Linked DNA regions of Mus musculus: regions 1, 2, 3, 4 and 5 are each linked to region 6. A link is a contact called in public Micro-C and promoter capture Hi-C data. All regions are on one chromosome and are shown on one strand. The core of a region is the stretch at or near the end of the contact, and the rest is flanking DNA. Distances in the headings are between cores, read along the strand shown.

Region 1 (2,921 bases), core at 57-2,556, 340 kb after region 6:
TTCAGGGAGTAGATGAAGGTCTGCGTCTCCTCATTCTTCATGGCCAGGGTAGTGATGATTTTTCTTAGCGCCTCCTGGGGGACAGAAGGAACATGGGGCAGCAGGTTGGGGGAGCGCTGTCCTCCAGGAATACAGGTCTGATGTGAGGCTGTGAGATTCCCATAGTAGAGAAGAAAACTGGAGCCCACAGAGCCTCTCAGGGACAGACTTTGAGCACTGAGCTTATTTGGTTTTGACTTTGGGTGTGTGTGTGTGTGTGTGTGTGTGTGTGTGTGCACATATGTATGCATGCACATGCATGTGGAGGCCAGGGGTCAATGTTGGCTGTCTTCCTCTCTCAATGTCCACCTATTACTTGAGTATGGTTTCTCAGTGAGCCTGGTCTAGGCCAGCTGCCATCGAGCCCCAGGGATCCTCCTGTGTCCGTGTCCCTAGGGCTGGGGCTGTAGTGTATGCAGCTACACACTAAACTAGCTTCCTACGTGGGCGTTGGGAACTTGAACTCAGGTTCTCACATTTGCATAGCAAACACTTTACCCACTGAGACACCTCCACAGCTCCTTGTTCAGTTTTGGAGACAGAGTCTCACTGTGTAGCCTAGGCTAGTCTTGAACTAACATCTACCTCTTGCCTCTACCTCTAGAGGATAGGACACAGGAGTGTACCACCAGCAACCCAGGCCAGTAGGTGCATCTTTAAAGCTGAAGGTGAGCTGCACCGAGAGAGTAGTCTGGGCAAGGCGAGTCCCAGAGTCCAACTGAGTATATGGAGAAACAAACTTCTCCTGGGAGAGGCGTGATAGGCAGGGGTCCGCCTGGGAAGTGGACGGGTTTCACTTGGGCAGCTGGAAGGTCTTGCTTGTGAAGGACTGGGCAAGGAGAGGAGGATCCTCTGGGAAAGCAGGTGGAGGACACCAGAAGCCGGTTCCCACCCAGGGTGGTGGGGCTGGGCCCTGCGTAGCTTGGGTTGGTGACCTGTGGGGTGGATTAGGATCCCAGGCTAGGATGACGAGATGCTGAGGGAGGGCAGGAGCGGGGAGGAGAGGTAGGGGGTCTGCGTGTTAACAGGAGCCGCTGTGCGGGCGGCCCGTGCGGGGGGAGGGGCGCTGCGGCATCACCTGGTCCCCTCCCTGTTCCCAATCCCTGCATTTCTCCAGGTCCTACCCTCTGGTCTTCCATAGTTGCAGCCCCCTGTTGCCTTGGCCTGGCCGCGGGTCCCCTTCAGCTGGTTCTCCAAACCCTTAAAGTTCCTTGGACGCAGACAGCAGCCAACTAGCCTTCCGTGCCCTCGCCGCCTCCGCCGCCGCGCCCCCTGCTCAGCGCTCCATCACTACATGTACTACGCATGCGCGAGCGACCGGCGCTGCTTGGGAAATGTAGTTGTCTTCCTCCGGAGCTTGGGTTATCCCAGTGTAATACTGGGAGGGATGAGGAAGCCCTCAGGCGGAAGGCAGGATATCTGAGTTTGGCCTCTTATCCTGTCTTGTGAACTCAGGACTATCCCTTACTCACCTCAGATTGATCCGGTTTGCTATTCAAATTGGCACCCAGGGTGCCCACCCTTTCCTACCCTGAGAGCTGTCCTTCGGTGGCCCACATGCTTGCCACTTACTGCTTGTACAACCAACCAGAATAGAGCCATTATGGTCGCACAGTGAGACAAGGTCCTATACATCCCCCAAAGCCTCAGATTGTATCTTCCCCTAGAAACCTTTCTACCAGCCCTTGCTCTTCAGGGCTAGACATATTTATCTAAAGAGTTCATCTGCTATTAGCCCGGCAAAGGCTGAGGCAGAGTTTCTCAACCACATTGGGGTCAAATGACTTCTTCACAGGGATCGCCTAAGACCCTTGGAAAACAAAAATATTTACGTTATGATTCATAACAGTAGCAAAATTATGGGTATGAAGTAGCAATGAAAAATTTTATGGGTGGGGGGTCACCACAACATGAGGGACTATATTAAAGGGTTCAAGCATTAGGAAGGTTGAGGACCACCAGCCTGGGGCTTCATCAACCCCAGGGTCTTTAAACACTGCCCTCCCCCCACTCCTAAGAAAATAGGTCATGGTTGTGATTGGGTATGAGACAACTCTCTTGGTCAACTATTACAGTATTGGCCACTGACCCCAGAGTGGGGCTGAGGCTGGAAGTTGACTGTGAGAACCACTCACCACTCAAAGCCTCCGCTTCTGCCCAGACCTTGCAGGTGGCCATGAGAACCTGTAAGAGGCAGACTTGGCCTGGACAGGTTAAGACCACTTCATTCACAGAGAGGTCCTAACCTTCCAGCGGGAATGAAGATGGCATAATTGGCTGGGGATGTCTGTGCACTCACTGCCCACCAGGAGTTACAGCTGCCCTTATGGTTTGACTGAGAACAGGGTGACTTGATTTTCCTACCAGAGGAGGTCTCTCTCTCTAAAGCCCAGACTGGCCTGCAACTCAAGAGACTCCCTGCCTCTGCTTCCCGAGTGCTGGGATTAAAGGTGTGCGCACCACACCCGGCACAATGGCAACAGCGGTGACACTGATGGTTATTACCTGTGTGACCCCAAAGTTACCACAGAATTCTGCTGACATGGCCTAGCCCCATGCCCAGAACTGCAGACTGCAACAAGGGAAAGACTTGAGACCCCGGAACTTAGACAGGGGATTCCTAACTTATGTTGCCCAGGCTGGCCTTATACTCCACGTGTAGCCAAGGCTACCCTGTGTGAAGGTATTAGATTCCTTAGAACTGGAGTTATGGATAGTTGTGAGCTGCCATGTGGGTGCTGGGAGTTGAACCAGGTCCTCTGGAAGAGCAAACAGTGCTCTTTAGTGCTGAGCCATCTCTCCAGCCTTACCCTGGAAGTCTTGATCCTCCTGCCTTTACTGTGTTGGGATAACAGGTGTGCCCCACCATGTTTGTGTTAGGG
Region 2 (3,041 bases), core at 75-2,574, 500 kb before region 6:
GCAGCCAACAAAGTGGTGTTGTGGCACCAGGCTTCCAGTTGCTCCAATATATTTATTTTGGAAACTCCAGTCCTAGAGGCAGCGTCTACTGCCTTTCTCGCGGCCTAAGTTCAGGATTTCATGAGTTAGACTGTGCACAAATGCTTGGTGGCACCTGCCTCTCACCCTAGTAGTCAAGGACCTAAGACAAAAAGAACATTAACTTGGACTACATAGTGGGAATCTAGTCTAGCTTGGACTACTTAGCAAGACCCTGACTCACCGCTTTGGGCACATAAGCCCAAATTACCCATGTTCACTGGTGCAATTGGACGTTCAATGAATGAATGAATGAATGAATGAATGGAGCTATGGTCTGACAGCTCCTCCGCACTTGGGTCTCTGGGTTTAAACCTTTCCTTTTGCGTTAACTTTTCATTCTGTTTGTGTCATCCCACCAAAATATAAGCTTTATGAAGAGTCCACATTGAGACCTGTATATATATATGAACCAGAGAGGACAGAGAAGCGAGATGGGGTGGGTGAGGAGTTGTCAGCTTAGCCAGGACTGGTGAACACACACCCATCATCCCAGCACTAGGAGATGGAGCCAGGAAAATCAGGTGTTGGAGGCCAGCTTAAGCGGTGTAGTGAGTGTATACAAGACACCGGCTCAAAAAAAAAAAAAAAAAAAAAAAAAAAAGGAGAAGCGCTGGAGAGGAGGCTTCTGCTCTTGCAGAGGACCCGGGATCGGTCCCTGCTCAATTAGGCGGCTCATAGCAGACGGTCACTCTGGTTCCAGGGCGATCCAACGCTCTCTTCGGGTCTTCATGCGCATTGCATGCACACGCATAGACAACAATCTTTAAAAAAAAAGTTTTCAGTTTGTGGACCATGAAAGAGCAGGCGCAAGGCCAGAGTCTGCTGCTCCCCTTAGACGGTGAGCGCCTCCGGTCTAGCGGAATCACCGTAACTCCGCAAAACACGCACTGCCACCAGTGGGCCCTCGCGCACCTCCTTAGAGCCAACCCTTCCCGGGAGCCGCGCGCCTCCCGCCAGGCCCCGCCCTCCTTCTCAGCGATTGGCTGGTATTCTACCCAAGGACCTGCCCCTTCACCTCTGACGGGCACTATGAAAGCCAATGGGGAGATCGCCCGCCCTCCCCGAGGCCGTTGGAGGCGGGCATGGGCGGGCCGTTGGAGGGGGCGGGGCGTGCAGCTTGGTAACCGTTGCCGGGCGCAACGCCCCGCCCCGTGAGGGCAGCGCGAGGCTGAGGCGGGCGGGCGCCTGCTGCGGGCGGGCGCTGCGGGCGGGCGGGAGGGCGGCGGGAGCCGGAGGAGGAGCGGCCGGCGCCGCCACCGCCGCCGCCATAGAGACTGTAGCCGTGGAGACTGTTACTTACCAACGCGGAGCGACACGCAGCGGCCGACGCCGCGGGAGCCGCTACCGGAACTCCCTGCCGAACTCCAGGTGAGCGGTGCGGGCCGGGGCAGGGGGCGGTGGCGGAGGGGGGGGGGACCCCGCTGGAGGGGGGTCGCGGGGGCGGGCGCGGCCGGACCCGGCGCCCCAACTTTGCAGACGCCAACCTCATCCAATCCTGATAGGCGCCTCTGATTTGGGGGAGCCCTGGGCTGGGTGGAACCCCTCTCACACTCTCAAAAGTTTGTAAAGTGAAGCGATCTCTTCTCGCCTTTGACGCACTAAATCTGACTTTGAGGAGCGGGGACTCCAGAAGACCCCTCCTTGTCTCTTACTCCACAACACCTGAAACTCGGAGGCGCCCTCAAACTAGTCAGTCCTCTCTTTGACTACTCCCAAAGCCTGAATTGGAGTTGCCCCAAACCCGCTCCTTGCTGTCATCCCCCTAAAACCTGAGTTGGGGGCTCCCACAGAGCCAGCCATTCTCGTCCAAGTCTGAAAACCCAGAGGCACCGTCTCCCTTTTATACTTATGAAATCGGGGTTCTGGCTTTTATCCATGTACTTAACTCCGAGGGTACTCTTCTGCTTGCCTCATAGTTCTGACCCTCGGGTTTCCTTCTTGACTTAGGATTTGGGGGCTCCGGCACCGTTTTCTTGTGCTTTGACCAAAATAGTCACTGCGTTTGTTCTGTTCTGGAAGGAACTCCTCCCTTCGCGTTTTCTTGCCCATCCCAAATACCCCCGGCGCCCCAAATCCTCGGACCACTCTCCCCTGGAACCCGACACCGCTGCGTTTGGGGGTCCTTTACCATGCCGCTCCGGGAAGCTCAAGCGCACCCATAGCGTCCTCTTTGCCGAGATCCCCAATCTAGAAAACTTTCCCGAAGGAAAATATTGTGTGAACCGTTTGTAGGAAGATCCAGGAGGCCGGGAGAGTGCGTGCGCAGCCCTCCTGTGCACAGGCAGCACATCCCAAAACACCGGATTGTCTTCCTCGCCCCTTTCCATGGGTCATATCCGAGTTCGCAGTTGGGATTCGCTAGGGCTGCGGTTGTTTCCTTGGACCCTAGAGAGCTCGGTTCCGGACAGAGCCCCCTAGGGTGGCGGGGAGGGGAGTTGGGGCGGGGAACGCACCAAGAAACAGCTGGGACCGCTGTCTCTCCTGAGACTTCACCCCTACTTTAGTACGTCTCCGGAACACTCCGGTACTCAGGTCCCCCAGGAAAAATCCTACAACGATTGAGTGTTAATAAATGTAACTTTATTAGCATGTACATAAGTGTGGCCTTCTCCTGTGTGTATAATGTGTTGTAATCATAACCACCACTCGCCTCTCTTGACCCTGATGACCCCCACTCCTCCAGCCCTGGCTTGCTTCTACTTTTTGCTCCCTTTTTCCTTGAAGGGAACAGAGTTCAGTTGGGGCCACGGCGCAGAGGACAGTGGGTCCCTCCTCAGAAGTGGCCGTCAGGTCCTCGGGAGTCAGATGACTCTTTTCTTATTGTCAAAAGTGATTTGCTTTCCGATTTAAATTTTTACGTGTATTTATTGTGTGTGACTATACTGCACGTGCACACACCCCCGGAGGTTAGAGGACAGATTACAGGAGACTCCCTTCAGCACTTGATCTTGGGAGCTCAG
Region 3 (2,875 bases), core at 89-2,588, 440 kb before region 6:
GCACATCTTTAATCCCAGAACTTGGGAGTGCTCTCTGAGTTCAGGACCAGCCTAGTTTACAGAGTGAGTTCCAGGTCAGCCAGGGCTACACAGAGAAACCCTGTCTCAAAAAAACCAAAAATAAATAAATTCAAGTGTGATGTGTAGATAGGCTGAGGGTCAATGACTTTGAAGGCAGCACCAGGGGCCAAGGCAAGGCACTACTAGGTCGAGTCCCTGTAGGTCAAGGGTCATATATATTTGTCACAGCACAGCATCTTCAGACTTTAAGCCAAGCCTGTAGAGCCACCCCTCACCTGGAGGAAGGACGGGCAGAGCCTGTCCTTGTCGTAGTGTGCTGGCTTCACATGGGGCCGGCTTTTGTTTTGGCCACGGGCCCTCTTGGGCACCTGCCTTTCACGGGATTCAATTGCCACCTCTGTCTTCCCATTTTCCTGCCCATCTTCCAGGCGAATTCTTTTGGCCCCTGGCTCAGCTGGGTCTCCTGTGGGCACTTCCTGGCATGCACCCTCCTGCTTGTCTCCATCCAGATATTCGTGGAACCGTTCTTTGGTTGTGCGGTACCTGCCAGAGCGGGAGAGGCTCGATGTGCACAGGGAAAGGGGCTTGGGGGCTAATGCCAAGCTCACGTGCTCCTGCTTGCAGGAAGCTTTCCCTACTTAGAACCAGCCAGTTTTCACCCAGTGCCACGGGGACACCTGTTTTACACTTGAAGGAGCCATTTGTGTCTCTGCTCTGAGAACTGAATTGCCTTAAGGGTTGCGACACACAAATATCAATATCCTTGGTAGGCTACGAAGGAACTACAAACCCCAGCATGCTTGGCAGCGAGACTCAAGCTACCACCCTTCCCAGGTCTTTCGCTGCGAGCCATTTTTTTTTCCCTCGTGGAGACTACAAGCCCCACCATGCACCTCGGGCCCTGCTTCTGGTTCCCCAAAGCTGCCTATGTGCACAGCCGGCCTCATGGCTTGTGACAACCAACACATGTTACACTCGTGTGTCAGCAGAAGGTAGGTAAAGACTTTGGCGCCTCCGGGATGCCGCTCTCCAGGATGCCGCCACACCTCCCAGCATGCACCACTCGCACCCGCCACGGACGCCGGGAAGGCCACATCAGCTTCGCTGACGGGCGCCAGCGACTCACTGAGCTTTAATGGGCGCCACCCCCCGTTCGCACGCGCCAACCCCGGAGTCACCGCCACCACCGCTCTCCGCTGCCGTCTCCGCCATCGATGCCCCTCACACCAGCTCTGGAGTGTGGCAGGAAAGTCTTCCGGGTCGCTCGTGTCCTCTGGAGCCTACAGAAAGAAATGCGCACGCTCAGACTACAGCAATGCTGCTAAGGCGCGCGTGCGCACGACCGTGGGGGCGGGGGGGGGGGGGGCCAAGGCTGCGCAGGAAACGGAAGTGCTCAAGGGTCCCGGAGGGGTTCTTGTCGGTCATCCGTGGGTCACTCTTGATCCGTGGAAGTGAATCTGGGGGTGTGGGTGTGGGTGCAGCTCACACTCACCTACTCTGCTTCTGTCCCTTTTACAAACGAGTCTGTTATTTTATAATAAAAAACCGCAGCCCGAGCGGTGTTGCGCACGCCTTTAATCCCAGCACTGGGGAGATCGAGTCAGGTGAATCATGAGTTCGAGGCCAGCCTGGTCTATAGAGTGAGGTCCAGAACAGCCTGAGCTACTCAGAGAAACCGTGTCTCAGAAGACAAACAAAAAATACCAACAGCTTTGAAGGATCAAATGACTTCACGGGGACACGCTGTCCTTTGACAGTGCCCTTCGTGAGCCACTGTGGCCCATAAACGCGTGGCAATTTGAATTATTTTTATTGTACTGCCTTTTCTTTTCTTTTTTCTTTTTTTTTTTTTTTTTGAGACAGCGTCTCACTATGTAGCCCAGGCAAGCCTCAAACTCAGAAATCCTCCTGCCTCTGCCTCCCAAGTGCTGGGATTAAAGGTGTGTGCCAGCGTTACTTTGAAAGTGACATTTACTCATCTATTGTGTGTGTGTGGGTCTCCTGTGTGTCACCCTTATGTGGAGGTCATATGACAATGGGGGGCGGGGGTCCCTGCATCCCCATGTCGGTCCCGGGATTGAACTCAGCCCCTTGAGCCTGACATCAGGCACTTCTCCGATCCTGCAATTACTATTTTAATAAAAATGTGCTTAAACATGTAAGAACAGCACTTGGGTGGATCGGGAGGTAGTGTTTTGTTTTTGTTTTGGTTTTTTTTTTTTTGGGGGGGGGGGAGGGGGTCGAGACAGGGTTTCTCTGTATAGCCCTGGCAGTCCTGGTGTTTGAGGCCAGCCTGAGCTACATGTCTCAACCAAAGCCAAGTCAAACCAATCAGTATTTAAATTTATTTAATTCATGGAGATGGGGGTCTCACCCTGTAGCCCAGGCTGTCCCGCAACGCACGAACTAGACTCTGCTGGTTGTATAACATAAGGGGAAACAGGCCCAGAGAGGTAAAGCGATTAATTAGCCTTAGACCACAATAGCACCCTGTTTGCGCCATTGCTCTCTACCGTCCCTACTGGGCAAGATGGGAATAACAATGCATTTTAAGGCTGAGGCTCCTTTGTAGCGTCTACAATTGGGTTGTGATAAGGACACGCTCTTGGAAGAAACAGGGCTGCAAAGGGCAACGACAGAAACAAGATCCCTTCCTCAAAGCAACTCCGTCCTCTTCTGTGCAAGGCAACCCAGGCTGGCTTCCCGCAGGAGGCGTGACAGCCTGGCAGTTGATAACTGTGAAACCGTACAGACCGTTAACCATGAGGTGCAGCATTCATGGTGATGTGAATACAATGGTGCTGGATCCTTACGGGGAGCTCAGCAGCTAGTGAGGGTTTACTGTCCGCCAGGC
Region 4 (3,127 bases), core at 522-3,021, 280 kb before region 6:
CACACTCACTTCCTACCCCCATCCCAGCCCTGCACCCACACACAGGGAGGCTCGCCTTCCGTGTGTGAGCCTTAGTGGGACATAATGAAGATGTCCTGCTGCCAACATCCTTCCTTCTTCCTCAGACCACTCACTCTGGTCATTCTGGGAGTGGGGGGAAAACAAAGCCCTGGGCCCCTTAAAGGGTCCTCCAGGAGCCAGTCCAAACTGCCCAGTCTGCTCAGCTTTGTCCCAGGTCCTGGGCCTGTGCACTGGCTGAGTTCTTGCTTGGACGCTCTTCCCTAAAACTTACTTCTTTCAAATCTTAGGTCCAAAGATACACTGTCTAAGCGCTACTGGCAATGCCACATGCTACCTTGCCATGTTCTAGGCTCCTCTCACCCATTCTTAGTCATGAGGGTTGGTTTATTTTAGTTCTGGGTGAAAAGGAGAAAATGTCACCATAGACACTGGACATGTCTGTAAAAGCAGGAATGAGGAGGCCCAGGCAGGAGAATTCAGCTTTGGTCCATATGAGTTCCAGACCAATCACGTACAAAGAATAAGACCCCGTCTAAAAAAGAAAAAAACCCACAAAGCTGGGTGATGGTGGAACACACTTTAATACCAACACTTAAGAGGCAGATGCAGGCAGAGCTGTGAGTTCGAGGCCAGCCTGGGCCACAAAGTGAGTTCCAGGACAGCCAGGACTGTTAGACAAACCTTGCCTCAAAACAAGCAAGCAAACAATAACCAACCAAAGGCAAACCAAACCAAACCCAACACAAAAATAAGTAATAAAGAAATAAAGTTGTGTGTGGGGGGGGTCTTGTGTATGGTTGAATCGGAATGACCCCTACAGTTTCATGTATTTGAATGCTTGGTCCCCATTTGGTAGAACTGTTTGGCAAGGATTAGGAGATAAGTTTTCTTGGGGCAGGGGTGACAGTGGTGTGGACTTTAAGGTTTCAAAAGCCCACACAATACCCTGTAGTCTCTTTCAGCTTATGAGCCACAATGTAAGCTCTCAGCTGCTGCTCCAGCGCCATCCCGGTTTGCCTGCTGTCATGCTCCGCGTTACGATGGTCATGGTCCTCTGAAACTGGAAGCAGAAAACTTTTCCTTCTATTGAGTTGCCTTGGCCATGGTGCTTTGTCAGGACAACTGAGAAGTAATTAGGACAATAGGTCTCCATAGACAATTACAAGGCATCCATGCATCCATGGTGCACATCTGCTCAAGCTCACCTTGCAACCGAACAGGGATCTACATGATGTCCACTTGGCCGCTAACCCCTCCTGCGGCACTTCGCACCCCAGTGTGGCTCCTTGTACTCCGGACCACCCACCGCCAACCCGTTCTCACATGACCCCAAGACTTCTACCCGGCAGGGATCCTCCAGCGCCTTGGCCTTGGCAAGTCAACAACCTTGGCAAGCGTCCATCTCACAGGCCATCTGTAGCCTCTCCAAGCTTCCTAGGTTAGAGCCACACCCCTAACCGCTCACGTGAACCAAAGGCCTGCTTCTCTGGAACAATCCAGCCCTCGCGTTGCCGTGGTAACCATCACTTAGGCTTGCTTCACCTGGGGGACACTCAATTCTCCGCGCGGGCGCGGGGAATCCGACCAGTGTCTTCCGAGGGCTCGTCTCTGTCGTGCCTCCAGACTACATTTCCCAGGAGCCTTCGCGGCCTAGCCCTTCTTTGGTCTTCCGCCTAACTAATACATTTCCCAGAAAGAATTGCGGCAGCCACGGACCTCGACCTACAAGAGTCTAACTCCATTGCGGCTGACAGCGACCACTACATTTCCCAGGAGTCTCAGCAGCGACACCAACCGGAAGCGGCGGGCGAATTACTTGTCCTTGCGCGGCGAGTGAAGCGAGAGACTAACCATGGTGGCTCGAGTGTGGTCGCTAATGAGGTGCGTGGACAATCGTGGAGGCCCTGAGAAAGTTCGGGGCTGTAGGCATCTCTGCCTCGTGGCTTAGGGTCCTGCGACGGCTCACTTCCGGTTGTTACGGACCTTTCTCACGGTCTGTGTAGGGAAACTGGCTTCAGCCAGCCCTTATCACCCTACTGCTTCAATTTACTCTTAGGTGCAATTCAGATGCGTAGGCAATCCTGCCCATCTCCCTCCGTAGCTGACTTGAGTAACTTGCGGGGAAGCTCCGCCAGACACCCTGGAAGGTTTTGTACCAGGGATCTTGAGTGTCCATTATCCTTTGCAGGGTTTCGAATGACCCACCCTGTCTCTCTTTAAGACTCCGTTTACTGCTAAAAGTCGTGTCACAAAGGCAAATGAAATGATCAACTGGCCGGGAGTGGTGGCACACGCCTTTAATCCCAGCACTTAGGAGGCAGAGGCAGTCGGATTTCTGAGTTCGAGGCCAGCCAGGTCTACAGAGTGAGTTCCAGGACAGCCAGGGCTACACAGAAACCCTGTCTCGAAAAACAAAACAACAACAACAAAAAATGATCAACTGTCTGATCTCTGAGATCCTGCCCCCCACAGCGTCTCCCTTCATGTATTCCTGAAGGTTCCTCATTAAGGGAAGTGTGGCTGGAGGAGCAGTCTACCTTGTTTATGACCAGGAGCTGCTGGGGCCTAGTGACAAGAGTGAGGCTGCCCTGCGGAAGGCCGAGGAGGTTGTGCCACCAGCAATGTACCAGTTCAGCCAATATGTGTGCCAGCAGACAGGTCTGGAGATGCCACAGGTACCTTGGCTGGGAGTGGGTGGCCTACAGGTTGCTTCTGGGTGTCCTTGGGGCCTCCTCCACCCCTGCTTGGTGGAGTTTTGTGTTTCTGGGTTTGGGAGACAAGGCTGTGACCTGTTTCCCGTGTCAGCCCGTGTTCCTCTTTCTTCCCAGCTCCCAACCCCTCCAAAGATTAAATTTCCAAACTTCCGTGATTCCTGGAACTCAGGTAGGCCCCTATGCCCCTGCTTGGGGGGATGCCTGGGCACCCCAGCCTCTCTCCCAGCCCTGTTTACCTCATTGACCCTTTCTACTCCTCCATGTTTTCCTGTTTGTGTGCCTGTATATCACCTATGGAACTAAGTAGAAAGGACTGGGTATGGTGGCCCATGATTGTGACTTTAGTATTTGGGAGGCCGAGGCAGGAAAATTGTAGTTTCAAGGCCAGCTTG
Region 5 (3,045 bases), core at 227-2,726, 300 kb before region 6:
GTAGCAAACAACTGCCTTTTGGGTGTGATGAGCCACTTGGGAGGTTGAGGTAAGGCATTGTATTCAGACACAGATCCGGCTATGTTGCACAGGCTGGCTGCAAAACTCACAGCAAGGGACTGCCTTGCTGAACTCCAGTGATGATAATCTAGAATTCAGGGCTTAAGAACTGAGGTCCCCAGGGGACAGTTAGTTAGCAGCCTCCACGACAGGATGGCTTTCTGAGCTGGGCACCAAAAGTGGGAGACTTTTCCTTTCTCAGCAGGGCTTCCCTGTCTCTTCCTGTCTTTGTTTGGACAGTGTCCTTAAACACAGGTGGCTGGCCTCTGAAAAGTGACCAGCTGCAGAACTCAGCACACACAGCCTGTTCTGGCTTCCCACCCACATGACCCATTGGCCCTTTCCACCTGTACCCCTCAAAAAAGCCCTTAAAGCCGGGCGTGGCACACGCCTTTAATCCCAGCACTCGGGAGGCAGAGGCAGGCGGATTTCTGAGTTCGAGGCTAGCCTGGTCTACAAAGTGAGTTCCAGGACAGCCAGGGCTATAAAGAGAAACCCTGTCTTGAAAAAACCAAAACCAACCAACCAACCAACCAACCAACCAAAAAAACCCCCAAAACCAAACCAAAAAGCCCTTAAATACGCTCTCATCCCTGGAAGAATACAGCAGACATCCCACTGCAGTAGTCTCCAGAGATCATTTTGTCCATATTCATGGCTGTCTGAACCCTCCTCTCCACCTCTGCCCCTTTTGTCCCCTCAGGCTGGTGACCTCCGGGGAGAAAAGTGGGAAGGAGGAGGGCATACAGAGACATACTTGCATGTTAGCGATCAGAGACACTGCTCACCATGGCACTAAGCACAGCATACTTCCCAACATGCACTCAGCCTCAACAGCCCATGGCACTGCTGCTGAGCCAGGTAGGGATGGATGGTGGGACAGATTGCAGACTGCACAAGGAACTTAGGTTTGACGCATGTCCAAAGCCCTGGCTCCACACCCAGAAATGGATTTTAGTGATTTGCTTGGGAGAGATATGCCAAATTTGATTTCTACAATTGGGCTGGAGGGTATGCCTGGGCTCCAACAAGAACCAGCCCCATTCCTCCTGTCATAAACCTCCCAGCAGGGCTGGAGAGATGGCTCAGTGGTTAAGAGCACTGACTGCTCTTCCAGTGGTCCTGAGTTCAATTCCCAGCAACCACATGGTGGCTCACAACCATCTGTAATGGGATTTAATGGCCTCTTCTGGTGCGTCTGAAGACAGCTACAGTGTATTCATATAAATAAAAAAAATAAAATTGAAATATCATTTAAAAAAAAAAAAAACCTCCCAGCAGCAATCCAACCCAGTTAGGCAGTTGTACCGGCACAGTGTGTGAGCCCTGACCATGGTGGCCACTGCTGCTGCTAGCATCAACACCAGCATCTTGCCTGGTTCTCCACAGCTAACACTGCTCTTCAACCGCCAAGCTTGAGAAAGTGTCTGAGCATGCGTGAGGTTAGGCCGCTTCTCTCCTACCCGCCTCTTGTCTGGGCACGCGCACCAGGTAAGAAGGCCACTAGCAGGACCTTTTGGACGTGTCGGACAAAAGCCCGGTTAGGTCTACGCAGAGGAAACTGGAAGGAGTGGGCATGCGCAATATGGAAGCAGAGCTCGCACATTTCAAACCTGAAAATTACACCCAGGTTCCCAGATCCATAAGTCAAAATCCAAAGCATGCCCAAACTTCAAGGAGGTCACCACAGCACTAGCATGAGCACACGTGGGTGTGGAAGCAGAGCTTTGGGCATGCATCAATCCACTCCCTGCTTTGTGGAGCCGGAGCATGCACACGGGTCTCTTGGGACGTGTCCTGGAAGCTTCAGTGTTTTGGTAAGTGCCTCACGGACCACTGACAACAAAGGCAACGCTGAGCAGGCGCACCTGCGCACGGCCTTTAGCATGCATACTATACGAGAGGCAAAAGCCCTCCAAGCACGCCTCCTCCAGTGTGGAGTGAAGATGCCACCAACTGCGTAGGGAGATGTAGTAAAACCTGTTGTTGTGTATCAACAAAGAACGCTGAAAAGACTAAAGTTAAAGGAGGGGTGCGCTGTACTTTTCTTCCGATGCCTTCAGAACACAGAATTTACCCTGTAAAACCTTTTTGATGGCAGTAGAAAAACAGAACGCAGTACTAAGGTACAGCTTGGACAGGACAAACCAGTAGTTGTAGGAACTGGGAGGGGCCACGCTTCTTCCAGGCCCCCTTCCTAGAGCGATGCCCCCCGCCCCCTCCGCACAAGCTCCAGTCTGGAGTCACCGCTCTGGCCACGCCCCTATGTCAAGCCCCGACCTTTGAGCCCGCCTTCGGCCATATCCCTGATTCCAGTTCCTCCAATCCCTGCCTGGTGGAGCGCCCCCCATTCGGACCACACACCAGTCCTGCTTTCTCCGTCATGTTTCCTCAAGCTTACTACACCTCTCACTTTTTCATCCAGATCCTCAAAGTCCTCTCTAGAACATCCTTCATCGGGCCACGCCCCCTTGCCGTCCAACTCCAAGCCCCGCTCTGAGCCTTGAACCACGCCCCTACTCCGCCCTCCCATCCCCAAACCCAGTCTCCCTCTGACCACGCCCACTCACTCACCTTATTCAAGCTCCGCCTCTCCAGCCCGAAGCACGCGAGCGTCATCACGTGCGCAAACGGGGGGCGAGCAGAGATGACGTAAGTGCGGTGCGCCGTCAGTATGGCTGTTCCATGGCGGCGAGCACAGGCTACGTGCGGCTCTGGGCCGCTGCGCGGTGCTGGGTTCTGCGGCGGCCGCTGCTGGCTGTCACCGGAGGCCGGGTCCCGAGCGCGTCCGGGTCGTGGCTGCGCCGAGGATGTCGGGCCTGCGACATGTCAGCTCCCTGGGGCGGCCGCGTTCTTCCCGGCGGGGTCCAGTGGCGGGGGCTGTGGGACTCGGGCAACCGCGGTGGCAGCGACGAGACCTCCGAGGGCGGTGCGGAGGACGGGGCCACGGCGAGCACCGGGGAAGGCCCGGTCGTCACAGCGCTC
Region 6 (2,972 bases), core at 77-2,576:
GACCCCCCAACCTTCTGCAACCAAGATCCTCAGCGCCTATGAAGGTGCTGGCACCAGGCTGCAGGCTGAGCAAATCCCACTTGGTTACAGGGAAAGATACACTCTTTCTTTTTGCTTTTTGAAACATACCGGATCCATCCTCTCCATAGTTGAAAAAAACTAGCAACTACTCCGGCAAGACACTTCCCCAGGTGTTAATTATTAAAGCGATGCCATCCTCCGCCCCGCCCCCCCCCCTTTCAGACAGATGGGACAAGGAACCGCGATGCCCGAACCGTAATGGCCAAACCGCACCAGTTACAGCATCAAATCTGCAAACCTGGAATCCCTTATACTCTCAGCTGGCTGACCGAAACCCCTAACAGAACCCCCAAAACCCCCCAGGATATGGCAGTAGGAAAGCCACCCCCAGCTGTCCCCAGCTTTGCCAAGCTTCCCTGTCTGCCGGGATGCCCTGGACTAGTGTGCACGCGGAAAACTGCACATTTCATGGCTTACAGAAAGAAGGGAGCTGGAAAGCAAAGAGACCAGGGTACAGAAGCGAGGTGGAAAGGCTGCCATTGCAATAGCAGATACGTGTACTATTTATTTTCATTTTTAAAATGCAGATTATATGGTGATTTACAGATTCTGGACATGCGGGGGTCAAGTTTGCAAGGCCATGATGGGTGAGTGTTTGGAGGGGACAGCTCCAAACCAAAGGGAACCAAAATGCAAGCGGCGGGGAGCAGGGACTTGGAGTGGGTTTTTTATTTTTAAGGATTTGGGGTTGTTGAAGGGATGGCTGGACCGGGCCACCCACGCTGTCATCTTTTGTGCCCTGGAAAGGGGACGCGGCGCCCCGCCCCCGCCCCGCCTTTGTCCGGCCCCATCGTCAACCCCCCCCACCCACCCCCAAAAAAACACACCCTCCTTTCCCAGGCACACAATCGTTTTGTCGATCAACAAACAGCAGCTTCGCCCGAACGGACAAAAGCGCGGCGTACTCCGCCGCCCTGAGGAGCCGAGTAGGCCGCAGCCAAAGCCTCGGCCTGGAGTGCGCGCGGCGGCCCAAGGTGCGGCGTGGGGGCAGGCATGGCGGCCGCGCGGCCCCCCAAAGGGGCCTGGAAGCTGCTGAGCGCCGCCACGGATCGCACACTCACTCACCTGGCGCAACGCGCGGCCCGGGCCGCAGACAGCAGGCTGAGCGGCGCGTGCCCGGCCGTCTCGCGTCGCCCCCGCCGGCCCTCACTCGCTCGCCCCGGCCACTGGGCTCCGAGCTTCGCCCGGTCTCTTTGCTCCTTCGATGGTTCGCTCGCTCGCGGCCGAGCCCTCAGCAAGAGCCCGGGGCGGGGAGGCGAAGCTTCAGAGGGGCGGGGCGACGGCTCCTACTCGGCCGCCATTGGGCATTCAGCCCACGCCCGCACGCTGATTGGTGGCGGCTGACAGCTCCACCCCTCCCCTCATCAACACCGAGCGGCCCCGCCCTCCGCGACCTGGGGCGGGAGCAGGCACTCGATTTCTTCCCTTCATTGGTCCAACCCCGAGGACGTGCCGGCACCCACTCACGTGCCTAGTGACCGGCTCAGCTTTCAGTGGGTACGAAGCATGCCCGTCAAGATGCACACAGCCAATCCGGCTGCGGTCGGGTGTAGGATAGCCCCGAGCTCACGCAGATTGACAAGCGCGTTCTCAGACTTTACTGAGACAAACGCGGATTGGTGTTTGGTACCGGTCTCTGGGTGCCGAATGGTTGCGACTGAATGTCAATCGCTGTCTTGCTGCTCCAGACTCCACCCTGTGATCGGGCGGCTGCTGAGTACGTGATTTCCTGCACAACATCAGCTCTGGGTCCGGAGACAGTGGTTCGAAACCCAGTAGTTCTAGATCTAGAGTCAGAATTTGAGCCCAGCTTTGCAAAAGGCCGAACTAGGGTAAGAGGATCTCAAAAGCGTTCCATATTGCCCTCCCCAAACGTTCATGAGTTCCCTAAAACGTGCGCGACTTGGTCCACCCCACCCCCCACCTTGAACTGATAGCTGTACCCATGGAAAGCGTTGCAATAACTCAGTGGAAGAGGATTCAATTATCTACTTCTCAAAATGTCCTAGGTCCTACTCTCTAGCTCAGCGTATTGCAAATTGGAGGCCTGGGCACCCAAATTCCAGCTACAGGTGTCCAAGCCCCTGCTCCACACAATTGTTTCCATCTCTTCATTGTGCGATGTGAAGGGAACAGCATCACCACACCAGTCACCCTGCACTCAAGAGCATTTAGTTAAGGTCTGATATCATCCCCATCAATATGCATTTATAATTTTAAATTTTTATTATTTTGTATATATGTGTGGTATATACCTCTACAGGTCAGAGGGCAACTCTGGAGTTTGTCATCTGGGTTGTTAGGCTTCACTGCAAGCTCTTTTATCCAGAGCCTGCTTTGCAAACTACCATTACGGCTTCTATACTTGAGCAAGCAGAGGTGACAACATTCCTGTTTTATGGGGTAGACTAGAAATCCTTCTACTTTAATATCTAACATCTGGAAAGTACCCTCCTTAGAGCAGGTTCTTTGTGCACCCAAGATATTTGTTCTACCCCCCTAGTCTGTTGCTAATTCACTAACTCTCAAGGTTACACATAAATTATTCCAAGCTAGACGAGTCTTGAATTGTTTCCATTGCTCTTCATTGTGCAATGTAAAGAGAACAGCCATCACCCACGCCAGTCACCATGTACTCAGAATTTGGACTACACCATCATCTTTAGTTACATTGAGCTGGAGGCCAGCCAGGGCAACTACATAAGACCCTGTCTCAGGTGAAACAGCTCAGTAAACTTGCCTTCTAGCCAGATGACTTGTGTGACCCACAGGGTGGAGGAAGAGTCCTTTGTCCTTCGGACCTCCACAGGTGGCACATGTCTACCTGTGCAAGTGCACACATACAAGTACACACACACAAACACACTCCAATGTCTATCAGTCCTGTTAGC

What was found. Promoter capture Hi-C pulls out the DNA fragments that hold promoters and counts their contacts. A called contact is a pair of places that touch in the nucleus more often than the background predicts.
Region 1: a contact with region 6 is called in a promoter capture Hi-C map of neural stem cells. The contact joins the promoter of Fsd1 here to the promoter of Kdm4b in region 6. A contact is called at or near these places in 1 of 39 promoter capture datasets (neural stem cells), 1 of 484 Hi-C or Micro-C datasets (cerebellum) and 2 of 9 other capture datasets (adipose tissue and liver).
Region 2: a Micro-C map of embryonic stem cells shows a contact between it and region 6, with 5 times the contacts expected there. The contact joins the promoter of Rfx2 here to the promoter of Kdm4b in region 6. A contact is called at or near these places in 3 of 39 promoter capture datasets (cranial neural crest, erythroid cells and pre-B cells) and 2 of 484 Hi-C or Micro-C datasets (CD4 T cells and embryonic stem cells).
Region 3: a promoter capture Hi-C map of embryonic stem cells shows a contact between it and region 6, with 4 times the contacts expected there. The contact joins the promoter of Dus3l here to the promoter of Kdm4b in region 6. A contact is called at or near these places in 7 of 39 promoter capture datasets (the C10 cell line, cranial neural crest, embryonic stem cells and 3 more), 4 of 115 datasets of contacts at active chromatin or transcription factors (acute myeloid leukemia, bone marrow-derived macrophages, embryonic stem cells and 1 more) and 1 of 9 other capture datasets (liver).
Region 4: a contact with region 6 is called in a promoter capture Hi-C map of embryonic stem cells, with 5 times the contacts expected there. The contact joins the promoter of Micos13 here to the promoter of Kdm4b in region 6. A contact is called at or near these places in 18 of 39 promoter capture datasets (the 3T3-L1 cell line, the C10 cell line, the HPC-7 cell line and 11 more), 1 of 15 datasets of contacts at CTCF or cohesin (the NIH/3T3 cell line), 4 of 484 Hi-C or Micro-C datasets (B cells, CD4 T cells, bone marrow-derived macrophages and 1 more), 23 of 115 datasets of contacts at active chromatin or transcription factors (the HPC-7 cell line, T-cell acute lymphoblastic leukemia, bone marrow-derived macrophages and 14 more) and 5 of 9 other capture datasets (adipose tissue, embryonic stem cells, liver and 2 more).
Region 5: a promoter capture Hi-C map of embryonic stem cells shows a contact between it and region 6. The contact joins the promoter of Catsperd here to the promoter of Kdm4b in region 6. A contact is called at or near these places in 21 of 39 promoter capture datasets (the 3T3-L1 cell line, 3T3-L1-derived adipocytes, the C10 cell line and 13 more), 1 of 15 datasets of contacts at CTCF or cohesin (the NIH/3T3 cell line), 2 of 484 Hi-C or Micro-C datasets (CD4 T cells and embryonic stem cells), 25 of 115 datasets of contacts at active chromatin or transcription factors (the 230-238 cell line, the HPC-7 cell line, bone marrow-derived macrophages and 16 more) and 3 of 9 other capture datasets (adipose tissue, embryonic stem cells and liver).

The regions. Positions count from the first base shown.
Region 1 is chr17:55,984,896-55,987,816 of GRCm38.p6, reverse strand. It overlaps Fsd1 (fibronectin type 3 and SPRY domain-containing protein), which reads right to left and starts at 1,306. Exons shown (of 13, transcript NM_183178.2): 1 at 1,164-1,306; 2 at 1-74. The coding sequence starts at 1,178.
Region 2 is chr17:56,829,291-56,832,331 of GRCm38.p6, reverse strand. It overlaps Rfx2 (regulatory factor X, 2 (influences HLA class II expression)), which reads left to right and starts at 1,324. Exons shown (of 17, transcript NM_009056.2): 1 at 1,324-1,449.
Region 3 is chr17:56,763,214-56,766,088 of GRCm38.p6, reverse strand. Dus3l (dihydrouridine synthase 3-like (S. cerevisiae)) reads right to left here and starts at 1,338. Exons shown (of 13, transcript NM_144858.2): 1 at 1,148-1,338; 2 at 297-564. The coding sequence starts at 1,233.
Region 4 is chr17:56,608,415-56,611,541 of GRCm38.p6, reverse strand. It overlaps Micos13 (mitochondrial contact site and cristae organizing system subunit 13), which reads left to right and starts at 1,771. Exons shown (of 4, transcript NM_153152.4): 1 at 1,771-1,902; 2 at 2,519-2,696; 3 at 2,850-2,904. The coding sequence starts at 1,874. It also overlaps a transcript of Rpl36 not described here.
Region 5 is chr17:56,626,574-56,629,618 of GRCm38.p6, reverse strand. It overlaps Catsperd (cation channel sperm associated auxiliary subunit delta), which reads right to left and starts at 1,476. Exons shown (of 22, transcript NM_175350.3): 1 at 1,369-1,476. The coding sequence starts at 1,430. Lonp1 (lon peptidase 1, mitochondrial) reads left to right here and starts at 2,716. Exons shown (of 18, transcript NM_028782.2): 1 at 2,716-3,045. The coding sequence starts at 2,746.
Region 6 is chr17:56,324,404-56,327,375 of GRCm38.p6, reverse strand. It overlaps Kdm4b (lysine (K)-specific demethylase 4B), which reads right to left and starts at 1,326. Exons shown (of 23, transcript NM_172132.3): 1 at 1,147-1,326.